Regions from separate parts of the Mus musculus genome. Here region 1 is linked to region 2. A link is a contact called in public Hi-C data. All regions are on one chromosome and are shown on one strand. Each heading gives the region's core, a stretch centred on a gene start, on an enhancer-like site or on the middle of the called end of the contact. The rest is flanking DNA. Distances are from core to core; before and after follow the strand shown.

Region 1 (5,617 bases), core at 2,178-4,677, 220 kb after region 2:
CACGTGGCTTGTGTTTCCTTTGCACCCTGGCTTGCTTGCTGCTCTTACCTCTCTGGCGTGGTCCCCCTTCCCTGGGAAACACACATCCCCAGTAGAGCTCCCTGCTCATTTATATTATCAGAAAAAAAATGCTTCAAACTAGCCAGCCCCTTCCTTCTGGTCCCAGTTAAAAGTCTCCAATTGGCATCCTATTGCCTTAGGTGAACATTCTGTTCCAATCCCCACTAGTTAGTTAGTTAGTTAGTCAGTCAGCCATTTAGCTAGCTAGTTAGTTTGCTATGTAGTTCTGTCTGGTCTTGAACTCCTTCTTCACCCAGCCTGTCAGCTGCTGCCATGACAGCCATGTACCACCACGCCCATTACAGAAGCTCTGATTGATCTCTGGCCACCCCACAGCTGCTTGTGATTCTCATGTCCACACATGGTCTAATCCATTGTGACAGAAGAAGGCAAGGTGCCATGAGTCCCTTTAAAGGCACTATCTATGATATGGAAGGGGGACCACACCAGAGAGGTGAGAGCAACAAGCCAGGGTGCAAAGGAAACACACACACAAAAAAGTAAAACTTCAATTTTTAAAAGAACAAAGAGTGAAGGAAATGTGTGTGTGTGTGTGTGTGTGTGTGTGTGTGTGTGTATGTCTCTGTGTGTGTCTGTGTGTGTGTGTGTGTGAGAGAGACTTACAATTCTATTCTTAGATATGCTGACCAGTAATGTATGTAATGTAATGTGGATACAACAGAAACTAAAAACCTCTGTATGCCCCATAGACAGCAAAGGATACACTGAGGTATAGTCATACCATAGGGCAGAATGCAGATGTAGTTTACTCTGGCCTTGATCTACACATGAACTAAAGACCTGTACAACATGGGTGAATCTCACCAACAATGCAGACCAGACACAAAGGGATTTTGTGCTCACGACACAGAGTGTTCATACAAAGCACAAAACAAGGCAAAGCTCACCTCTGGTGTTAGAGTGCAGGGTGTGGTTATTTTATTGGGAGGCTTGGAAGTGCCATGGAGAGGTAGAAGGACTTCTAAGGGTTTGGTAATGTTACAACTCTTCATCTGCGTTGTGGTTGTATAAGGGTCACCACTTTGTGATGGTTCTAGGAATGTATGTTTATGATTTGAACGATTTCCTAGATGTATATTTATATAAATTTGGAATCTTTTTTTTTTTTGGTTTTTTTGGGGTTTTTGGTTTGGTTTGGTTTGGTTTGGTTTGGTTTGGTTTGGTTTTTTCGAGACAGAGTTTCTCGGTATAGTCCTGGCTGTCCTGGAATTCACTTTGTAGACCAGGCTGGCCTCGAACTCAGAAATCTGCCTGTCTCTGCCTTGGGATCATTTTTAACAGGGATAATTATATGCCATGTGATACATATCATTATCTCTAGTACTTGACGTTTTTCCCATGTATGTGTTAACTCTTATGTGTCAGAGGAGGTGTAACTACTCCCCTGTAGCTGCACAGGGACACGGAGTTAGTTAATAGTCAGCCACGCCTCAACCCAGGTTTTAGGATTCCAAAAACAGTCTACTATATTCTGCTGTTTCCATTTGATATCAAAACCTCAGCCATAACCCCTATTCTTGGCAAGACTGACCAAATACGCCTCCTCCTCACAGTTAAAAAAAAAAGACAAGATTGATATTCAAGACATTTTTAAGCCATGAACTAACCTTAATGTCTTGACAGCTCTCTAGCGGGCATTAGCCAAACTCAACACTTGGTTCTTTGGCCTTGCCTGTATAAGTCACTCTCAGAGAAACACCTCATCCAGAAGGCACTAACTCATCATGGCAGCCCCCCCTTCTACCAGCCTTCCAGACAGCCTCTGTGATGCTGACCTCATGTCTAACAATACAGCCTTGGCAGGAAGATGCGCAGGAACTCCTGGCCCATTGTTGCTGTGATGATTTATGGAGCTCAACTCTGGACAAAAAATTAAGATGTTGCAAAACCATATCCCATCCAGAGGACAAAGCCATCCCACTGGGCCGTGCGCAACTCTGGAGACTGTGGGTGACTGTGTTGTAGAAAGCCTAACATCACAGGACTGTGAAATTGAAAGGGACTTTAAAGTTCTACTTCTAAGGCAGGAGACCAATAAAGACTGTACTGCGAAAGCACTTTACACGGTGCCAGGTCTGTTCTCAATTCTCAATTGATCTTCCCGAAACCGTTTCAGGTAAGATGTAATTATAAACTCTCTTTGAGGGGCAAGGAAATCAGAACTCAGGCAATTTGTAAAGTTCCTAAATGGTGACCTCCCATAATTAGTCCCAGGTTGGTTGAGTCCAAATTCCAATCTTTTTCTAGACCACACTGTATACCAAAGTATAGCTCTAGAAGGATACCTGAAGATCATAGTCACTTCTTATCCAGAAGCCTTAGTGTCAAGACAAGTAGAGCTCTGAAAAAAAACCCAAATAAAGAATATGAGACCTCTAGAGCTGAGCTGGTCCCCCCACTGAGTGTCCCTGGCGTTTATAGAAGTATACTGTATTTGCAGGGCACTCTCTTCAAGTTTATAAAGTTTTTACCACTTCCAGTGATTTGTCTGGTGTGGCTGTGGCCTGTGTCTGGATCAAAAGACAAAGCTGCAAAGTGGATGGAGAGCATGCAGAACAAACGTAAAGATAGCAGCCTTGGCATCTTCTACCCCTTCTCTCCCCGTTGCCTACGCTGCCTTCTGGGTACCGAGGCTTCAGCTGACAAAGCAGCCGCATTCCTGCTCTAGCTCCTGGGGAGCCATGCAGCACAGCAACTGAAAGGTAAGTCATGGAGTGGGGGCAAAGAGCCCGGGAAACTCACAAAGGTTCCATCTTCTCCTCTAAGCATCTTGATGCCTCTGCTGCATGCCTGCCAGCAAGAGAACCTCTGGAAAGAGCCTCAAATGATAGTTTATAGTTCCTGAGCCTCCCCCAGAAAATCCTCTGCCCAGTTCTTCTCAGCAGAGGAAGTAGAGCCATGTGGGACTCAGTAAGAGGCACCCTTATTTCCCTTCACCACCCCTCCTAGAGAGGCGGGTCCATCAAACTTAAGAGGTTGGCACCGCACCGTGTATAGATTGCATGTGGCATGCACTGATTTAAGGACACGTTTGCTTTGTGACAGCAAGCTGTCTTATTATAGTGAGCCCCAACCAAGCAGCAAGAAGGAAGTAGGCCTCTTCTGTCTACACAGGAGAGGAAGTCTAACTGCTATAAAGATCTTCTTGTCTCAGGAATGAGCACTTCCTCCCTGTGCTCTGACTGCTCCATAACAAATTATCTTCTTTGAGCAAATGGAAACAAGCAAAGGTTTAAATCCTGCTTCTGCCTGGCTGTCCAGAAGTAGGCCCAACTTGGTAAACATGGCCCGCTGGCTGCAGGCACTTATAGGCCCAAAGCCAAACTCCAAGTAGCCACTTGTTATCCTTTCCTCTTGGAGTTTTCCAAAGCTCTATAGATTGCACCCAGAGGCTCTGCTCTTTCTGAAGGTCACACGAGCTCACACAACAGCCCTGGGTATGTGTGGGCTTAACAGAAAGGATGCAACTAAATCAATGTGTCTGCCTGCTGTCATGGCGAAGAGAGCTGAGCCAGGCTGGTTTGGGAAGGGATAGATCCACAGACATCAGGCGCTGCCCTGTACAAGTTGTTCCCTCGTCTGAGGGGATGATTCACCTGCCTGTTGCTGCCTCCGTGATCCAGAAGAAAGATATGATCCAGGCCTGGAAAAGCGATGTCTGAGCCCTGCACCAAACAGCAGACATCCGTCAAGCTGTACACATTGACATTTATTGACTGTCTGTAGACAGAGGCTGCACCGGGAGCTCTGAGGGACTGCTGAAGATCTGGCTCAAAGGAAGGAACAGCAATAGACTCTTGCCTCTCCAGGGCACACTTTCAAACCTGAGGCCCTGTACAAAGGGTTGGCCTAGCCTAACCAGGCCAGCTGCACACAATCACACCTGGCATCTAATAAACATATAATATACTCAAGGACGGGGTCCTTTTGTTTGATGGTTTGCAACCAGACAAGTAACACTCCTATACTGGGCCAATTCAGAAAGAAGTGTTTGTGCTGTTCTGCCACCTGGGAGATTCTAGTGGCCTCTAAAATACAGGCACCAGGCGCGTTGGGCCTCTTAACAATGTAGAAAACAATCACACACGAAATATTCTTCTACTCCCAAAAAGTATAGACAAGTCATCCCTTGCTCGGCCTTGGTTCTCAGCTTGTAATCGTCTTTCACCCTGTGAATACATTTCACACTTTCGTGGCAACATTCAGTCTGGAGGATGTGTTAGCATACACTGTGTTAGCTGAAGTGAGAACATGTGACCCAGGGGTCCCAGGCGTGGCCCTCAGATGTTAAAATCCTGCCTGGGTGGCCAATAATTTGTCCTTTCCCCCGTGGAGTTGTTCCGAGAATTCAATAAGGTTATGTATATTCAGCCCTGGGCTAAGTATGCACACGTAGTTTTTACTGTTGGAGAAATGTGTGCCCAGGAATTTGGCTTTTTTTTTTTTCAGTTGCCAACACAGTACAGTAAGGATGAAGTAAAGACTAGAATCTACAAAATTGGGCTTCATGACTGTAGTGTTGATTGTGTTGGTTGGTGGCACAGCATACGTTTAGCATGCCGGAGACCCTGGGTTCAATAGCCTACTTCATACATACCACTCAAAACAAACAAATCTGCTTCATCCCCAAGTCTGTTTTTGCCCGTGGGATCACAGACCCATCAGATTCCTTCTCTCCATCCCATCCTTTTACACTTAGGAGCAACAGCGATCCCCTTTTCAGAGGCTCGTGAGGACTGACCACAAATAGAACGGCTGAAGTATAACCACTGTCATGGTGCTAATAAAGAAGCCAGCACATCTGGCTAGACAGGACCTTCTGAAATACGATAGCTCATCTGAATGTTTCTGCTTCCCCTTCAGCTACAATGACATCATTTCCTCTGTGATTAAAAGGACCAATGCAATAACATCAAGAGTTGTCCAATCTCACTAATAATTAAGGCTGCATATGAAAATAGCAGGAGACTAGTATTCATAGAATATTGGCAACCATTCAAAAGGGAGGTGATGTCCAGTGTTAGTGAGGGAAATGGGCTTTCTCAAATACACAGTGGGTAGGAATATTGATATAATATTTCTAGAAGGCAATGCAGCAAGATGTACCCGAAAGTACACACCCACATCCACCCACCCATACACACACACACACACACACACACACACATATGCACCCACAAATCTCACCATAGTTTTAATTCAAAGTTGTAACAAAGATTTTATTTTAAATTTTTCACATGCTTTGTTGTCTCTTTAGCTGAATTTGAACACTTAGCCTCTTGACATCCAGGTAGAACGTGGGGTGTGTGCGGGTGCATGCGCGTGTATTGACCAGAAGGCTATCTGGGTAAAAAACCCTTGCTGCTTTTGCAGAGAACCTGGGTTTGGTTCCCAGCACCTATATGACATCTGATAACTCTAAGACTCCAGGTTTAAGAACCCAATGCCCTACACTGGCCTCCATGGGCATTGAACAGCAGGGGGTGTGGATATGTAGTACATGGATGCAGACAAACACTCACACACATGAAATCTC
Region 2 (5,547 bases), core at 852-3,351:
TCCCCAGTCATTTCATAAGTAAATACTGGCAGCCTGGATTTTTTTTTTTTTAATTTTTAATGTTCACTATTCCAAGCTGCGGGTCAGTAACAGAATACGTGGGAAGTCTTTAGAAACAGCAATGAGAGCTTTGGAAATGGCACCACTGAAAACCACTGCTTCCACACTGGGCTTCATTCAGAGTTCAAGGCTGTACATTTTTCTCCCACACAAATTCAACAGAACGAGAAACCACAGGAATTGAGTGTTTTCCAGGTCTGATCTGGGGAGTCTGAACTTTCAGAAACAAGCACCAGGAGAAATATATTTGAAACTACTTCTCTAAACAAAACAAAACAAAACAAAACAAAACAAAACAAAACAAAACAAAACCCCGTAACCTCTCAGCTTCCAGGCTTCTGGGTCTTTGAACAGCTTGGGACTTTTAGCATACACCACATCGCTGGTGGCAGTGAGCAAAGAGTCAACAGTATAGACATTGTGGTCAAGTTCCTGATGGGACTTAGACTTGTTAGAATCTTCCAATTCAGGCACTTGTTTTTATCCAGATCAGGTATCACGACCAAACACCTCCAGCCCTGTTCCTCCACAAACTCCACAGATGGCTTCTAAGCTCTGGGAGTGTCCAAATCCCTGTATCTCTGTTACCAGACTGCGTGTGCTCCCCGTATATACCCTACAGGGCTTTCTATAAAGTAAGTATCCTGAAGGAATAGATAAATGAACTGCACAGTCTGTCTTGCTCTACGCTTAAGGTTTGAGGTTTTACGGGGGGGGGGGGGATGCGTATCCTTTTCCCCCACTGTATTTCAATTGAATTTGTCAAGAGCCTCTGTGTTGTATTTTTCCAACATGAATCACTGATGATCTAACAAATTAATTACCCATCCATCCTGCCCTGTTTGAGTGAGGTCATGGGAGAATGGATGGGTTCTGCTGACCTCCTCTGGACTGGAATGTCACAGCCCCCATTTAAGGACTCAAGTTCAATACCAAAATTGCCAGTTTAGGTTAGAATCAGACCTAAATGTATCTTATTATACACAGAGGCGCACAAATGCAATATGTCATCTTTAATGGTTCAGAACAGAGCCTAAAAAAATAGTGTCCTAGCCCAGATGAGTTTTATAGCCTTTGATATATGGCTTTCATTATTAACAATAATTTCTGTAACTGCATCCAAATTCGGGAGGACACATGATGAATATTAATTGTATTTTTTTATTTATTTTCTGCTCCCACTGGCTCCCTCTAGGGCAGACCTGCAGCCCCAGTGTCTTGGTCAGCCCTGAGATCTTACATTGTCCTGTGTGGGATTCTCATGATTCTGGGCACAGCCTACTTCTGCTTCTAAGAGTATCATGCACTGAATTTTTTTTTCTTTTTCACTGGAGAACAGGGCCTCTACTCACTGGGTTTTCTTAGCTCCTTTTATTTTACAAAGATTCCCCCCTCACACACCCTTTGTCATTATATTAAAATCTAATTGCAAGACGACTCTCCTCACCTAAGTCATCAACAAAGACCAATTATTTCTAATGCATGCAGAAGCAGGGGACGTGTGGAACAATAAAAAGGCATGCGGTAACCTAAGCCTTTTTCACAGTCAGGCTTCAAGTTCACATGTGAATTTATGCCAGTTTTGACATTAGCCGAAAAAATTAACAGTTCTCAAAAATGAAACTCTCACAAAAGGGGTTTTGTGTTTCAAGCAGAATAAATTATAGTGTGATGTTATTAAAACACTTAGTTGTTAAGTTGCCAAGAAAATCCAGTATATTCACACAGACTCGAGGACCTGTCTCCATGCAAAGTAATTAAATTAGATTTATGGGCTGCATTACATCAGTGTTTGATAGTTCATTTTTCCTTTCTTCATATTTTGCCCTGCTTTATTAGAGCATGTGACAGATGGTAAAAATAGTGTGAAGTTTCTTGGCCCTGTGCTAAATCCCCTTTCGGTTGTATATCTCTCTCCTGTCAGCTCTCCCCAGCGATGATAAATTAACCTCTCTCTTTGTATCCCAAGTGTGGCAGTAAAGCTCTCTTTTGACACAGCACTATCACTTCATCTTAATCTGTGCTGTTTCGAGGAGAGAGGAAGATGTTGCAATCGCTACCACGAGTTTAAAGAGAAGATTTATTGTGTCAGAAAAAGGGAGGATGATTAATATAATATGCATCATTATATTTTTCATTTCGTCTCATTTGTTGCCTTCTAGTTCGCAGGGGTGGGCCACCTTCCAGATTGGCATTAGCCTCCAGCCCTGCCTAGTGGGCTGAGCCTGGGGCTAGCAGGAAGAAGGTGACCATCTCCCTTCTACCCTTACCACACCACTGTGGAAGAAGTCCGGGTTTTCTCTCTGGTGACTGGAGCCAGCTTCTTGCCTTTACCAAAGATCAGCAGCACCTGGGTTGACTGACCCAAGCCTGCCTTGTAAGCAGGGGACATAAATAAGGTTGCAAGCTATTGTTTGAGGTGCACCACAAAACTAAACAAGAGGTGAGGTCATCAAAGTCCCCGGAGACACCGCTGGCAGGAACAGAAGAAACGGTGTCATAGGAATGTCTGAGCAAGGAGAAACATATTGTTATGATTATTTCTCTTATTTATAATAAAGCTAAAGTCTCTTTGAGCTGCTCCTTGGCTGTGAATTGCTTACATCTGTAAACTGACTTTATTTATTCTGCTCAAAAGGCTTTCATTAAATATCACATACTTGACAGATACCATGCATGCAAAAGATGAATTGAAAAATCTCTCCTGCTCTAGACTGTGGATACCCATTGGCCTACTACAGAGCCTGTCTCACTTTCCCACCTCCTGGCACTCAGGGTACCAGATAGGGAGTCAACCCAAGGAGAAATCCCTACAACAGGAAGGTTCTTCAATCACAGAGACCAGAAGCATTGCTGATTCTATGAGCATAACTAGAAATGTGATGGGAAAATAGTCAAAGCACAATGAGTGACCACAATCCAGTCTTTCTGATGGAAAAACCTAGATTGTTCAGAATTTGCTGCAAATGAGGTAACCGTATTCCAGACAATTGAAGTATCTTCATCCGATACTAGAAGGACCAAAGAGCAGCCCTGACCTACATATTCTTACCTACTCACCCACTGCTTCCCATCTCACCCCTCTAGGGTGCCATCTGCCCTCTCACCCAAGAAGGGCATGACACCTGTGTTTGTAGTCTGGGCTGTACTTTGTGGCCTTAGTTGGTAATTGATGGGACCGGACATGTGCTCATCAGGATTTTTTTTCTACTGGTAATACGAAACAGAGGGAGAAAAGCAGCTAATGGGCAGGAAAGAGAATGAGCGAATTCAAGACATGAGATGGCTACAAAATGCTGTAAGAACACAAAACGGGGATGCTATGGCAGAGGCAGATGTGAAAGACTGAAGACAAAAGATGCAATAAGGACTTCCTGGGCCCCGATGCAGTCTTCCATACACTCCTGTTCTTAGGACCCACCTTGGGTCTTTCAAATAAACCACCCTTCATTGCTTTGGTTTTTACGATTTTTTTAAATGATGTGCCTACGTGGGCTGTGTGCACATGAATGCAGATGCCTGTGGAAGCCAGAAGAGGTCGTCGGATCAACCAGCGCTAGAGGTACAGGCAATTGGGAGCCATCCCTGGTGGGTGCCAGGAACCAGACGCAGACCTCTGCAAGAGCAATAGTCACTCTTCACACTGAGCTACTGCACCGGCCACACATTTTGTTCTTCAAGCAACCTCTCTATTTTCTGTTTCTTGTAGCTTAGTCTTGGAGCACCTCTGTTTCCTACAAGTCCTTAGCACCATTCTTCTCTTCCACCCAAACTGATTTCTTTTGCATCACACAACCATGCCTTGGATGGGCCTATATTCTCAATGTCCCTTTACCCCAAATGTTCTCTCTCTCTTTCCCAGGATCAACACTGCCTGTCTTGGGTGCCTCCTGGAAATTGCTCCAGCCTTTGCTAATTATCTCTCCCTTGGGTTTCTCTTAAATAATCTATAAAACAGCATTTAACAACTAATTGTATTCTGTAATGTATGTTGTATTATGATACTAACCTTGTCTCCCCTGCTCAAACAAAAACCTGTGAGTTTGTGAAGGGCAGCAATGAGCCTAGCATTGTCAGTGCTAACACCTGAGGCAGGGGATGCATCCCTCAGATGGATTCCTGCATCTAGTGCTGCTGAGAAGAAGGAGATAAAAAAGCAGGAAAGCTGTAGTTTAGATAGAGCCAGAAGTGTCCTCTGCCTCTTGCTTCTCCTCTGTACTATAGAGTTTTCCTCTCTGAAGTGAACAGGGTATATGACCCCATGTTCAGCAGGATGACAGAGCAAAAACACTGCCCTGGGACACGAGAACTGTGGTTCCATTTACAAGACGATCAAATTTATGACTGCCAGAAAGGAAAAAAAATTAGGGTCCTCTAGCAGCGATCTGGGGTGATATGTCTCAACCCAAACTTTGGATGAACTAAGCATGATTTCAACTTAATTTCGGAAATCTAAATATATGGAATGCATTAGCTGATTTTATTTTTGGCAGCAGACTTAACCATTCTAATCATGTTTTGCTCCAGCGAATTTTAAAATTAGTTTGCATTTCCTAAGCACACATCAGCTGAGGGCTAGGAGGAGGAGAAGCGAGGGGGGATGCTAGAACACTTGGTGGAGATTAAAACTTTCTTGGCAGATGCTTCATCAAATGGATAATCCACATAAGGTATATGGAAGCTGACTCGAGTTGAGGTCTTGGGCCTGGAAGGATGTGATTGGAAAATGAGTGTTGTTCCACCGACTCATGTAATAATAAAGTGTTGAGCTGAGGTAGAAGGAAGGTGCCACTGACTGCCTGCATTTCTTCTGGAAAAAGCTCTTGGCTAGATACAAATCCACATTTTCTGCATGGTGGTAAGTGACCTCTACTTATTTGCAGACTTGATTAATATGTCATTCTTCCTAATGAAGTGGCATTATTACGTGAATAAAAAAAATCTGCTCCTTCTGAGAACTTGGTGCTCTTTCCCAGCCTCGTCCCTGTCTCTAAGTCTCAAGATGGATGACATAGGTCAAAAGACTTTTCCGAAGACTGGCAATAGTGATTGCCTTCTGTAGGATTGTCTACTGTGTACTAGAAACCTTATGTTTTAGACAGGACAGCCTTAGAACGATCCTGAACGTCCAGTTGACTAGTTCCCCCTACCTCCCGTTGTATATCTGAGAACACTGAGTCAGGATGCAGTCACATTGTGCTGCTTAAGCCAGTGCTCACCTGAAGTACTATGACTCAAGAAATATAGCCTTTGGCCTGGGCAATGGGACAGTGAGGCTTCAGTCACAAGTCCCCTTTAGGGGTAGGGGAAGGACTTAAAGAAAGACAAAAGGAGCATGTTACCCAGGCCCCCAGGATTCTTGTGCCTCTTGATAGGAGCACAGCTCTTTGGTATCTAACAAAGAGTAAAGGATTCCAGGAATCCATAGAACTTGTGACTGAGAGTAGCTTCTGGAGTTGTTCTAACCCAGGTTTGAAGGCAAAGAAA

What was found. A called contact is a pair of places that touch in the nucleus more often than the background predicts.
Region 1: a contact with region 2 is called in a Hi-C map of uterus, with 3 times the contacts expected there. The contact joins two enhancer-like sites. A contact is called at or near these places in 3 of 39 promoter capture datasets (embryonic stem cells, liver and pre-B cells), 8 of 484 Hi-C or Micro-C datasets (bone marrow-derived macrophages, cardiomyocytes, nephron progenitors and 1 more), 4 of 115 datasets of contacts at active chromatin or transcription factors (T-cell acute lymphoblastic leukemia, bone marrow-derived macrophages, differentiating embryonic stem cells and 1 more) and 3 of 9 other capture datasets (bone marrow-derived macrophages, embryonic tail and embryonic trunk).

What each region holds. Positions count from the first base shown.
Region 1 is chr8:26,904,569-26,910,185 of GRCm38.p6, forward strand. No RefSeq gene overlaps it. Among named protein-coding and RNA genes, the nearest start is that of Gm45572, 59 kb to the right of the region's middle. Within about 2 kb of position 3,428, at least 27 of the 459 cell types and tissues checked have an H3K27ac peak or open chromatin away from gene starts, as enhancers often do. A contact at or near this core is called in bone marrow-derived macrophages and uterus, where this site is marked.
Region 2 is chr8:26,688,035-26,693,581 of GRCm38.p6, forward strand. The region is part of intron 2 of Gm32098 (a long non-coding RNA gene); the gene reads right to left. Among named protein-coding and RNA genes, the nearest start is that of Gm32098, 7.8 kb to the right of the region's middle. Within about 2 kb of position 2,102, at least 43 of the 459 cell types and tissues checked have an H3K27ac peak or open chromatin away from gene starts, as enhancers often do. A contact at or near this core is called in bone marrow-derived macrophages and uterus, where this site is marked.